Regions from separate parts of the Mus musculus genome. Here regions 2, 3 and 4 are each linked to region 1. Evidence: chromatin contacts called from public Micro-C and promoter capture Hi-C data. All regions are on one chromosome and are shown on one strand. Each heading gives the region's core, a stretch centred on a gene start, on an enhancer-like site or on the middle of the called end of the contact. The rest is flanking DNA. Distances are from core to core; before and after follow the strand shown.

Region 1 (3,086 bases), core at 210-2,709:
CAGAGCTATCCTGTATGCAGGTGACTCTTTATCTGTGAGGTCTTAAGGGTAACCCTTCTTCCATGGACTTTACTGTTAAAGACTGCAGCAGCCTCACTCCCTCAATTTCCCTGGGCTTTTTCTGCTTTGTGGGGTCTGTGATACCTCTGCTCCTACCATACAATTTTGCCTTGGCTTTAGGAGTGCTGGAGAGATTTCTTGGAATATACAGGGGGGAAAAATCTACTCTTCTTTCTATTCTGTGGACCTGGAGTATTAGAACCGTATACTGAGATTTCTTTCTGTCGTCTCATCAGTAGGCAGAAGGGAAACACTGACTCATTTAAGCACAACAGGGTGAAAAGAGATTTACTGTGGCCTTAGTCAGCCTCAAGGTTATTTAGTACCCTGATCTGCCTCCCCTACATTAAATTCTTCTGTATCAAGGGCACGGCATGTTGATGTATTCCTATAACCTTATCACTTAGGAGGCTGAGGAAGGACTGTTACTTTGTGTCCAGCCTGGGCTACATAATGAGATTTTTTGTCTTAAAATAAAACAAACAAAAATATATCACCATAAACAACATGAACAAAATAACCCATGCTTTTGCAAATACAGGAAGGAAAGCTTTGAAGCTCTGCAAACTGCCTTTCAGGTCATTTTCCCACATCTTTCGTGGATATCACCAGGCTTCCTTCTAGCCCATTCTACAGGTAAGGTGGCTTAGTCATCACTTGCTATTCTCCTCAAAGCATACTTTATTATATTTTAGAATGGTTGGGCAGAGTTCTTTTCTGCAGCGATAGACGATAGACTGTAACCTGGACTTGTGAAGTAAATAAACCATATTTTCAAGTTACTTTTTTTTTTTCCTCTTTGAGACAGGGTCTATGTCCTAACTGGCCTTCAATTCGTCATCATGTCGTATGGGCTGGTGTAGTGGTCATGTGTTAACATGCCCATCTACCTGTACTTTACAGGAGGCGTCTCGCTGAGGAGACAGAAGTACAGGATTCTGCAAGAGATGGGGCTGCCCGCCGGGGTCCTGCCACCTAGAGTGCAGAGAAACCCTGAGTCCCGCAGCACCCAAAGCAATGTAGGACTGAGGATGTAGGACTGAGGCATCTACCCGGGGAACACCCGGCGCCCCTTACATTGCCCCGACGTTCGCCTCGTCTGCTCCCGGGCCCTCTTGTAGTTTCAAGAAGGCTCCAGAGGTCAGCTGTCCCGGAGCCAAAGAGGCTTAACCGTACCCGCTGCCCTCTCAGCTGACCAGACCGTGCCAGGAAGAAAGATGGCGGGTGAGGCATATCCGCTTTCTGCCGGCGTTCCTGATTGGACAGCTGGCCGTAAGGACACTTACCATAGCTGAGCCCAAGGCTTGCTGGGGCCTTAGGAATGATCCTGGTGTTGGCAGCCACACAACACGGACCCTGAACGGATACCTGTGACTCCCTCAGCTGGCAGAACTCTATCACCACAATAGTCTGGCAAGTAAGAGAAGGCCGGTGAGGAACGTCCGCTTCACCAATCGGCGCTTCTGATTGGATAGCTCGTGCTGTGCTCCGTGGTACTAATTGGATAAGCGATCAGACACCCCCCCCCCAACCCCCCCACCCCCCCCCCCCCCACACACACACACATTAGAGCTTGGTGGTAAACTCTTAATTTAATAAGTGGGGCACACATGCCATATTGCAGCCAAAGCTCTCATGGCCCGGGCAGAAATCCACTCTTTTTTCTTTTTTTTTTTCTTTTTTTTTTTTGTTTTTTGTTTTGTTTTGTTTTTCGAGACAGGGTTTCTCTGTATAGCCCTGGCTGTCCTGGAACTCACTTTGTAGACCAGACTGGCCTCGAACTCAGAAATCTGCCTGCCTCTGTCTACCAAGTGCTAGGATTAAAGGTGTGCACCACCACGCCCCGCATCCGCTCATCTTGATAACTGCATTTAAAAAGAATTTAGACTTGGTTTTTCCAAAGAAGAGCTTTCCCACTTCCCCCTGGAAACTAAGTCTGGAGTCTGCTTATTTAAAGTCAGATTTAGTTAGTGTACCATGGACAGAACCTTAGAGAAAGGGTACCTAGGCCTGCCACAGAGATAAAGGGATACCCAGCCAGGGCAGGTCCACTGGTCTAATGTCACCCATGAGAAACTTGAGATGATGTAGTCTGCATGATAGCAAAAGCTTTCCCCTTCCTTTTCACTCAGTCCATACATTTTTCAGCCAAGAAAAGAGAAATATACCAAGAGAATATACCAAGAGAAAACAGTTATGAATATGAAAAGTGCGGTTACATAGTAGCAGTCATAAGGTTCTCTAGGGACACAGGAATCAGTTCGTTTGCTCTGCCAATTAAAGCATTTTTATTCAAATTTTAAAGAAAAAATCCCAGGGAAGCAAAGTTGTAAGTCACTGCATCTGCTGGGATAGGGACCATTGCCTGGGAACAGGCACTGCAAGTTCAGCAACATGGAATAGATATATTTACCCCAAAAGATGGGCCTATCAGTTTTCCTGTCTTTGTTCAAACTGAACATCCCTAAGTTAGAAAGACTCTTCAAAGTTTCCGGATCTCTGCCTTTCTGTGTCCCCACCCCCCACCCCACCCCCACCTTCTTGTACATTTGTTTCTTTACTACTAGGAAGAGCTGTTCTTTAGTTGATTCTGCCTGCAGGGTCTGAGATTTCCCCTGTTGCTACCTGTTGCGCTGAGATTTTTTTTTTTTTTTTTTTTTACTCTTAATTCTTTAAGTGGCAGAGAAAACAAACCCTATCAAGATGGTAACAAACACGTATTTAGTAGGTTATGACCACTATCTGAAATTTTTTTAAAAAAAGTTATATCTGTCTCAGTTCATGGGTCAGAAAGGTGAGCTGACCCATCTGAACCTCAGAGAGGCTGATATGGTCTACACTAGGGAGTAGGAATTCGGTTAGGAAAAACAGCATCTTGTTAAAGGGATAATTTTCTGCATACGTCTTTAGCACAACTTAAGGTGAGCCCACCTTCCTAGGAATGTTCCTAACTTTCAGAGGTATGGTCCCCTGGTCAGGTTATTGACAGGCCCAAGTGAATTAACTTTTATATTTTAGATAGCTTG
Region 2 (3,086 bases), core at 209-2,708, 210 kb after region 1:
AGAAGCTCGCAAAGCGCTACCACTGAGAAGGCTAGGCTGACTCCAGACAAGCTTCAGGAGACAGGCCTAAATATGTTTCCATGAACTGGACAAGTCCAGGCAAGCTCAAGCAAGTCGGCTACTAGAAAAACCCTTCAGGCAGCTAGTCGGAAGCTGTCGCGCCACCCAACCTGAGGCAAGGACAATGGCAAGGACAGCAGCACTTTTCAGCCGCCACGCCCCATAATGGCTCTGGGATGTCCCTAGATATGAACTCAACAGATTAAGATAGAGGTCACCTACCCAGAGTTCCCCTACTGTGCTTTAAATCAGGCCTGCGAGCTCACTTCGGGGGGGTCTCTCTGTCTTTATCTTGGTAGTGGGAGACCCCAGCATGATGGACTTCTGCAGAATAAAACACTGTGTTTACATACTACTTGAATCCCCTGTATCATTCTTCGGACAATCATGAACCCTTACACCATTAAGATGCCTATCTAGCCCTGCAGTCCTTTTGGAAAATACTTGGCTTTTGGAATTGGCTTTGAGGAAGACCACAACAGCCAAAGAGTAGGAAGCCAAATATTGCCGCTGATTATAGTTCTGAAAGTGTAAGACCCGAAAAGCCTTACGTCCGGGATGTCCCACTCACAGAGACGGAGATCGATGCAAAAAGCAAGAGGTTTATTAATCCACCCTGCTGGGGTCGTTCTGAAATCAGGATAGAAGCAACCCTGAGTAGCTAAAGCACACACCTTTTATACATTTTTTAGAGCAGTTCTCAGTCACAGTTTAGGGCTGGCAGTTTATCACTGGTTAACCTTTAACTGCATTAAGGGGGCAGACTTAAGGACCGGAGACATTGTGTGGGCTTTTCTATACAATCGGAAGACTTAGCACACCTTGCAGTGAGGCAAATTCTGGGAAAAGAACACATTTACTTAACTTTTTTACAACCATGGTCATTTTGAGCTACCACAAATCTTACAAAAGGAGTTTCCCACCGAGCCCCAAGGTCTGTAACTGCCTTCATGGCCAGTGTGATTCCTTCATTAATCCCTGCTGGTGCTCAATGTCCTGCATGGACGACAGCGGGATTCTGGGATCGGGAAAGATCAAGAGTCTGTAATTTGAGCTCTACCTTGCCTGGTTCAAGTTGCTTCCTCTGTTCCTGGGTCTTGAGGAGGTGGGTCCAAGGTGTTACTTGAGCGCTTGTATTGATTGGCCAACGAGGAGTTTGTTCTGTGAGTGAGGCATTCTGCCACTATCAGATCTGTTTCTTTTCCTGCGCATTTTAGGTACCTGTGTGTTCTTTGAAAGCAGATCCTAGAGCACAGTCCTTGGCCTCCAGGTCGCATTCATTGACTGCAGGAGTGGCAGGAGGACACCAGGACACGAAAAGACAGGAAATGGTGAATGCTGTTGAGCGTCCCAGGTGTGGGAGGAGGCAGCTGCAACCTGGAGGCGGTAAGGGATACCGCTGATACTGCTTGCCGCTGAGTCTGGTCTGTCCCCGCTGGCCCCTGCTGCTTCTGGCATCCTGCTAGAAGGAGCTGGGCCAGCAGGCAGAGCTTCGGGCCTTTCCTTATCTGAGCTTTGGGTGTTGCAACGTCTCTTAGCTTAGCGCGTGCTGCCCGGGTCCCCTACAGTCTGGGTCGTGAGTGGGCCGCCTTAGGAGTCGAACTGGGGCTTTTTTGCAGAGATGAGGGAGGGGGATCTACGTGGATGGTAGCTGTTAATTCACTGCCCTGCTCTTTACCTAAAACCTCGCCACACTCCCATGTAATGTCTCAGGATGCAGCTACTAAGAGTATCTGTGACTCTCAATATTATAAACAAACAAAACGGGGCAGAGAAGCATCCGGACACAATGACAGCCGGAGACCACTTTTTTGGAATAGCACGGCTTTATTCCCTGGATGAGTTGAGTGCACCTAACAGGGCTCGGGGACTTACACAGGAAGTTCAAGCTTTTTATTGGTTCGGTTCGGTTCCATTGGGAGCAGAGGGTTTGGGAAACTCCATATCCGGTCTTCTTGTTTCTGCAGGTAGAGCGGAATTAACGGTCATGCTGTGGTTAAGAACTCCATATGACTAGGCGCCTGCACAACCTGGCTCAATTTCTCATAAACCTCAAGTCATGAGCTAAACCTCAGCTGCAGTTAAGGTGGGGAAAACGACTGGATGCAGGATAGCTTAGAGTCATGGCTCTCTAGTCTTTTGTAAGGGGGTGGGGAGTTGGACTTTTCCAGACAGGGTTTCTCTGTGTAGTTCTTCTGGCTGTCCTGGAACCCACATTGTGAACCAGGCTGATCTCAGACTCAGAAGTCTCTCTGCCTCTCCAGAGCTGGGAGTAAAGGCTTGCACCACCACACCCAGCTTCAGGGCTCAAGTGTCTATCTGTTCCTTCTCCGATGCTTTTTCACACTGCCCGTGCTTAGCGTAGGTCTGCCTGTGGTTATAGATTATGCCTTAGGTTATAGCTGCCTGAGGCTTGATATTATAATTCACCCAGTGAATCTCTTCTCAGCTCCCTTTCTGTCAAACCTATAACATCATTCATCTTACAGTGACCACAAGAGCCTTGAGCCCGTTATGTCAGGCAACAGACAGACACGTTTGTGTTATTGAAGCTGGCATTCCCAACCTGTGCCCCAAGTCAGGCCCAGCCCCCTGTTCTCAGTAAGCCAATAAAGAAGAGCCAAATATTGGTGAAAAGCAGAAAAGATGCATTCAGTGTCTGTACATTGGAAAGTGTTAACGCCTGGGGAACTGCTGCCTGCCTGTTTAGCAAGCCACTGCATGCTGCTATTGCTGTCACTAGGAGACTTCCTCATGTCCAGGTTGATTGCATATTCTGTTATGTTCTGTGCTTTGGTGTTTTTTTGAAACCAATCACAATAAAGTCAGAAGTGCTTTGTATAGTTAGCCGCAATAAGCTTGGCCCTGAACCAATGGCCTGGTAGCACTGTGTATGCGCTTTTATGGTTTTTGCTTTTGTTGTTGATGTTGTTCTTAAAATTTTTTAAAAGATTTATTTACTTTGAATGTGCATTGGTGTTTTACCTGTATATTTATGCCTATGTGAGGGTGCCAGCTCTCCTGGA
Region 3 (3,086 bases), core at 434-2,933, 170 kb after region 1:
TTTCTAGGCAACTGAGTCACTGGTCATGCCCATATGATTTAGATAGGTTTGAACTTTAATAAGTCTCTCTTCTCCTCCATGTCTTCCCAGACTAGCTTTCCTCCTCCTCCTCCTCCTCCTCCTCCTCCTCCTCCTCCTCCTCCTCCTCCTCCACAGAACTGTCTTCTCTTCCCCTCTCATCCCTTCCCTTGCATTTCTTTGAGTATTCCTTCCCCTCTCTGCTCTGTCCCCAGCCCAAGTAGTCCCTACTCCTGTCCACTGTCCCTGGAGGTGCTTGTTCTCCTCTGAGCTCTTGTAAAAGATAAGTTAGAAGGATGGGGTTGTAGCCCAGTTTATACAGTGCTTGCCTAGCATAGAAGAGGGCCCTAGGCTTAATCTCCAGTTCCACATAGACTGAGGATAGTGTAGCACACTTGTAACTCCAGCACTCAGGCTTGGAATTATGAGTTTTCAAAGTTTAAGTCATCCTTAGCAACATAGCATTAGACACTGTCTCCAAACTCAAAATACATAAATTAACGATCATAAAGAAGAATAAATATTAACTAAAGTGCTATTTGGAAAAGCGTTATTTTCTATTTAAGAAAAGGAAGGTGGTGGTGCATGTCTTTAATTCAAGAATTCGGGAAGCAGAGGCAGGTAGATCTCTGTGAGATCAAGGCCATCCTGATCTATAGAGCAAGTTCCAGAACAGCCAGGGTTGCTCACAGAAACTGTCTGAAAAAGATCAGAAAGAAAGGAAAGGGAAAGACTAAGAAAGAAGGAAGGAAGGAAGGAAGGAAGGAAGGAAGGAAGGAAGGAAGGAAGGAAGGAAGGAAAGAAACTAGAGAGATGACTAAGCAGTTAGAGTGTTTGCTACTCTTCAAGAGGATCAGTTTCACTCACCCATCCATATCAGGTGGCTCACAACCACCTGTAACTCCAGCTATAGGGGAGCAGATTTCCTATTCTGGCTTTCACTGGCATAGGGGTACATGCACGCACACACACACACACACACACACACACACACACACACACACACACACACACACACAGAGGAACAGCTTCATCTCCCCCTGGATGTCACCTCTTCAGGGTCTCTCTCAACCCTACAGGACTCCCCTACTTGGTGCCCTTTCCAGCTCTAACCATCCCAATCTCACTGCATTCTTGATCTTTAATATTGGACCTGAAAATCCCAACTGGGGATCATTCTTTGTTTCTGCTTCTAAAAGTACTGCTGAGGAGACTGGACTTGAAATCCACCAGGCTGAGCAGCTGGTGGGCAGGCTCCAATCCCATAGCCTTCTAATGCTCTACTGAAAATTGGTGCCTGCCATCCTCACAACCCATTTCGACAAGAGCTCAGGAGATGATTGGGAACCAGGTTGGCCACATCCTGATCACCAACCTTGTAGATTCCAAAGTTCACCCTTTTACTTAGTGTACCACGCCCTTGGAGGAGCAGGGATGCTGGGAATACATAACCCAGAGCCAACCTTGTCTCACCATAGTCCTAAGATTCAGATGTCCGTGTTTTTGCAAGCCTATGACAATTCTCCTTTGCGGCAGGCTGATCCTACCCCCATCTTGGCCACTTTCCCAGGCAAGGAGGAGGCATCCAGGCTAGGCAGGGATTGGCTGGCATAGAATGGCCCACCCTCCAAGCATCAAGAAGCAAGGGATAAAAGAGTCCCAGAGGAGAGGGAAGGTATGGTAGATGCCTGTTCCTGAGAGGAGGTGCCAGGCTGGGGGTGGTTATATTTTAGGGACCTAGCCTGGAACAGGGAGGGTAAAACTCAAGGCCAGGCCAGGGCAGAAGGCCAGCTGACCAAGCAAGAATGCCACAGGGAGCCAGCTGGCCTTGGGGATAGTAGTTTCTGAATAACTGAAGCCTGGTTAGTTTTGCATAATTTAGGGAGGTATTAACTCCAATCAATCTCTCTGCTCCTTCTTGCTTTGCTAGCTCTGGTTATTCCCCTCACCAGCATACCCCTCCTCCCCCTATTCATCTTCTTCTCCACTCCTGTACCTCTTCACCCAACATTTCCTTGGTTCTCAAGTCTCCTTTCTGCTCTATCCTCTGTCCAGTGTCTTGAGATTATTGTCCCTTTCCGGGACCTCAGTTACTCACTGCACATTTATTCACCCAGCAGGATGTCACAGCTGAGCCTGTCCTGGTTGGGACTGGGGCCCGAGGTGGCCTTCCCATGGAAGACCCTGCTACTGCTTGGGGCCTCCTGGATCCTGGCCCGGATTCTGATCCAGATCTATGCTGCCTATAGGAACTATCGTCACCTCCATGGCTTCCCTCAGCCCCCCAAACGGAACTGGCTTATGGGTCACGTGGGCATGGTAAGAATGGCAGGATGGGTGGGAGTGTCAAAGTGGACAGACTTTCGAGGGACCAGGAATGGGACTCGGAGTGATGGAGAAGGTTAGGTGATATTGACCTTTGGTGTGTCTTTCCAAGCCTTTCTCACCCCCTGTACTCTCACCATAGGCTGCTCTGGTATTTCTATCTTTCTCTCACTGAAGGATGCAGAGAGATTCTCATGGTGGGATATACAGAGTGAGAACTCCTGGCATTTCCTCAGTCTGCTGTTGGATTTGAGGTTCCAGAAGGACTGCGACTGTTTCTTTCCCTTTGTGTGAGCCCATCTCTGTCCTGTGGTTTTCTAGTATTGATCTTTGATCTCTCTCCTACACTGCACATAGGTGGGGCCCAGCTGGGCTACAGCAGAGCTGCAAGCTGACTTCCCACTGCCCCCTCCCTGGGCCACTTCCTCCTTCTCATGCTTTCCTTCCCTAAGATAGACAGTGGGTCCTGCCTTGCTACCTGGATAAAAGCTGTCCTTCACCCTCCCATGAACCTTCCTTTACCCCACCCTTTACTCCATACTATGGACTTTGATTTATATCTGCTCTTCCACTTAGGTGGCTTAGCCCTAGGTATTTTGCTTGCAAATGGCTCAATGTGGACTGTATATAAAGGTTCAGGATGCTCTGTCTGAGGCTGGTGGGCAGCTGGTGCTGGTGGATAGGAGCTGCCACTCTAATAGAGACATAGAGGTCACTTCTGTTCCCCTGGAGCCTGACTAGGG
Region 4 (3,086 bases), core at 280-2,779, 140 kb after region 1:
CCATCACTGAGGAAAGTCAGGACAGGAGCTCAAGGCAGGAACTGAAGAGAGGCCACGGAGGCGTGCTGCTCACTAGCTTCCTCAGTCTGCTTTCATGTACACTTGAGGACTCACCTGCCCAGGGATGGCACCAGGCACAGTGGGCTGGGCCCTTCCACATCAGCCATTAATCAAGAAAATGCTCTATGGACTTCCCTACAGGTATCCTGATGGAAACACTTTCTCGGTCGAGATATCTCTTTCCCAGAAAGGCCAACATGGTACATACTCACTTCTAAGAGGATATTAGCTGCAAAGGATAACTGCGCTACAGTCCACACCCAGAGATGCTAAAGATGGCTCAAAGTGGTACAGATGGGTCTCTCTGGGAAGGAGAAATAAAATAGATTCCAAGGGTGGACTGGGACAGATAGAACAGGAAGGAATAGGTGGGGGTGGGAGAAAATACTGGGAGAACTGGGAGATGGGGGTAGGGCATTTTTGGGGTGAGGAGAAATGACTAGAATGGGAGGCACTTTGGGGGTGAGGTAGAAACCTAGTACAATGGAAACTTCCAGGAGGCCAACCCTACTGAAAACTCCTAGCATAAAACTCCTAGCCTGAACCAGCCCATTTTCAATAACCGGGCAAGGCTTCCAGTTCATTGCTTAGGATACCAAGCCAGCCACAAAACCCTCAGTCCACAATTTGTCTTACCTGCAAGATGTGTTGGGCTAGGTGGCACAGAAGGAACTCGGGGAAGTTGCCAATTTATTACTGGTCCAACTTCAGATCCACACCATGAGAGGAAACCCATGCCTGGCACTGCTGGAGGGTCAGGAGACAGAGGCTGGATAGTCCAGCCACCTAGGATAGAACAAAACATGACCAGCAAAATAAAATAAAATAGAAGTTTCCTGACCCCCAATATTTAACGCATATCTATGACATCAGCCCACGCCCAGATCTGACCTTCAGCCTGTGTCCCCTCTGCTCACGGCCCCTTTTAGCTGTTCCCTCAGATCTCTGAGCTTCAGCCTCACATGAGCTTAACCTACACTCTCTGACCCAGTGGGTTCCAGCAGGGTTGCAATTATTGGTCCACCTAGAACCTAGGGTTCAAGAAGGAAGAAATCGATCTCTGCCAGGCTGTGCAGCTGTTGGGCGTGGGGAGAGGAGAGGAAATGCATTTCAGAGCCTCACAGTTCTGCATGCTGTTACCCAGACAACTATGCAGAGGAGCTAGAGAGATTTATCTGCCACCCCTTAGCCCTTGGAGGGCAGGTGCACTCCTAAACTTGGAATCTCCTTTGTAACTCCTTTGTCTCTGGTTCAGGCAGAAAGGTTAAACGCTGAGGATGCCCCACCTAAGCCTATGACTCTCAGTCTAGTTCCATCCCTTTAAGGTTGGACCCGCCCCCACTGGCCTTGGCTGCCTGCCCAGGCTTGGAGGTTGGGCTGAGGGTTGGAGGGATTGGTTGGTTCAGCCCAGCTGAACTTCCCATACAGCTTCCGGGACAAAATGTTTTCAGAGAAGACAGGAAGTTGTGGAAGATTCGCTGCTCGTGAGAGAAGGTGCCGGGGTGGAAGGCAACAAGGCGAGTTCTGGCTCAGAACAGGGAGAGCTCTGCCCACAGCTGGAATGGCTGTAGGGAGCTGACCTTGGAGACTTTTGGTCTCCTGGAAATTGCGCCCGTAGTTTATTCTTCAGGCTGAGGCCCTCTAGAATGCTAACAGTCCTGCCTGTTGTGTTCTTCCTCTTCTCTCTCAATGTTCATTCTTCTTCCTGCGCTGCCCCCAAGTCCTCCCAGTCTATATCGCTAGCTATATTCCTATCTAGTAAACGGGCCTGTCCCCACCCTTCTCCGGAGCCTCAGAATTTCACCTTCTGCCTATTTGCCCTGCAGGATGCTACAGCTATGTCTGTCCTGGCTGGGAATGGGGTCCCTGACTGCCTCTCCGTGGCATCTACTGCTGCTGGGAGGGGCATCTTGGATTCTAGCCCGAATTCTGGCCTGGATCTATGCCTTCTATGACAACTGCAGTCGCCTTCGTTGCTTCCCTCAGCCCCCTAAACCGAGCTGGTTCTGGGGTCACTTGGCCTTGGTGAGTGTGGCAGTAGGTAGGTCTCTGGGTAGATGTGTTTCCAACGTGTTTGGAAAGATACTGTGGCACTTGGGTCAGGAGAGGTTTGGAACACAGGACAGTAGAGAAGTGAGGGGAGACATAGGGAGACCTCTCCGCCCCAGCAGCCAGTCCACTCTTGCCTTGCCTCTCCAGGATCCGAGCCTTTCTCCTTTCCTCCCTTCCTTGCTCCCAGCCTGCTTTAGGTCACATTATGATCAAAACTCATGATCTGAGGTCTCTTCCCCTCGTTAATGCAAAACTGCTCCCAGGATGGGCAGCACAGAGCAGGGACAGCCCCAGTCCACTCAGTTTCCACCGAAGAGTTTGAGGCTTCAGTGCATCATGCCAAGATCTGGCCCCTGCCTAGTCCATCCTTGTCCTTGGGCTAGTGTCTGTACCCGATGGGCAGAGAGAGATGTGAGTAGTATCTCTTCCCTTAAACTCCTCGGGGCCTGATGCTTTCTTATCTTGCTCTTCACTCTCAAGAACCATCAGTGGACTCTATTTTCCAATTTGAGCAGTAGTTGAGCTTTTTGGTTTTGTTTATGGTACTGAGTTGAAGCAAGCTCTTGGCCGCTGGGCTGCATCCCAGTCTGACTGTTCTTTTTCACCAGGGACCCTTCTGGCCTCTCCAGTTGTGGTTACACTTCCACTGGCCTCATTCCTAGTGCCCCTTGCTCCATGCTGCACTGGTTCCCTACTGCCAGAGTCACACTTAACATTTCAGTGTCACCTAAAAGGGTTTCACCTCCAATACCATCGATTCAAACGCTGCTTTCTCCCATAGCCCCTTTTCCTCCCAAAATCTGTATTCACGTTTGTCATTCCAAGTCCTCTCAGGACCCCTTTCCTCTCTACATCACAGTCCTGCTGCTTCCTGCCAACCTTCCTGATCAGGTAGAGCTCTGTAGAACAAACCAATAATATGTGCACACATGTGCGACACACACACACACACAATTTGTTAGAGTGGCTTACAA

Evidence for each region. A called contact is a pair of places that touch in the nucleus more often than the background predicts. Capture Hi-C pulls out chosen DNA fragments and counts their contacts.
Region 2: a Micro-C map of embryonic stem cells shows a contact between it and region 1, with 2.7 times the contacts expected there. The contact joins the enhancer-like site here to the promoter of Zfp563 in region 1. A contact is called at or near these places in 3 of 39 promoter capture datasets (the HPC-7 cell line, hippocampal neurons and liver), 2 of 484 Hi-C or Micro-C datasets (the HPC-7 cell line and embryonic stem cells) and 2 of 9 other capture datasets (adipose tissue and liver).
Region 3: a promoter capture Hi-C map of adipose tissue shows a contact between it and region 1. The contact joins the promoter of Cyp4f14 here to the promoter of Zfp563 in region 1. A contact is called at or near these places in 2 of 39 promoter capture datasets (HPC-7-derived erythroid cells and maxillary cranial neural crest), 3 of 484 Hi-C or Micro-C datasets (cerebral cortex, forebrain and granulocyte-monocyte progenitors), 2 of 115 datasets of contacts at active chromatin or transcription factors (memory CD8 T cells and pancreatic cancer cells) and 2 of 9 other capture datasets (adipose tissue and liver).
Region 4: a contact with region 1 is called in a promoter capture Hi-C map of adipose tissue. The contact joins the promoter of Cyp4f13 here to the promoter of Zfp563 in region 1. A contact is called at or near these places in 1 of 39 promoter capture datasets (liver), 6 of 484 Hi-C or Micro-C datasets (the N1E-115 cell line, cortical neurons, embryonic stem cells and 2 more), 3 of 115 datasets of contacts at active chromatin or transcription factors (bone marrow-derived macrophages, memory CD8 T cells and pancreatic cancer cells) and 2 of 9 other capture datasets (adipose tissue and liver).

The regions. Positions count from the first base shown.
Region 1 is chr17:33,087,740-33,090,825 of GRCm38.p6, reverse strand. It overlaps Zfp563 (zinc finger protein 563), which reads right to left and starts at 1,459. Exons shown (of 4, transcript NM_001024950.2): 1 at 1,347-1,459. The coding sequence starts at 1,349.
Region 2 is chr17:32,876,068-32,879,153 of GRCm38.p6, reverse strand. No RefSeq gene overlaps it. Among named protein-coding and RNA genes, the nearest start is that of Gm50050, 13 kb to the right of the region's middle. Within about 2 kb of position 1,458, at least 38 of the 459 cell types and tissues checked have an H3K27ac peak or open chromatin away from gene starts, as enhancers often do. A contact at or near this core is called in embryonic stem cells, where this site is marked.
Region 3 is chr17:32,915,939-32,919,024 of GRCm38.p6, reverse strand. Cyp4f14 (cytochrome P450, family 4, subfamily f, polypeptide 14) reads left to right here and starts at 1,683. Exons shown (of 13, transcript NM_001204335.1): 1 at 1,683-1,880; 2 at 2,136-2,337. The coding sequence starts at 2,140.
Region 4 is chr17:32,945,804-32,948,889 of GRCm38.p6, reverse strand. Cyp4f13 (cytochrome P450, family 4, subfamily f, polypeptide 13) reads left to right here and starts at 1,529. Exons shown (of 13, transcript NM_130882.1): 1 at 1,529-1,577; 2 at 1,887-2,085. The coding sequence starts at 1,888.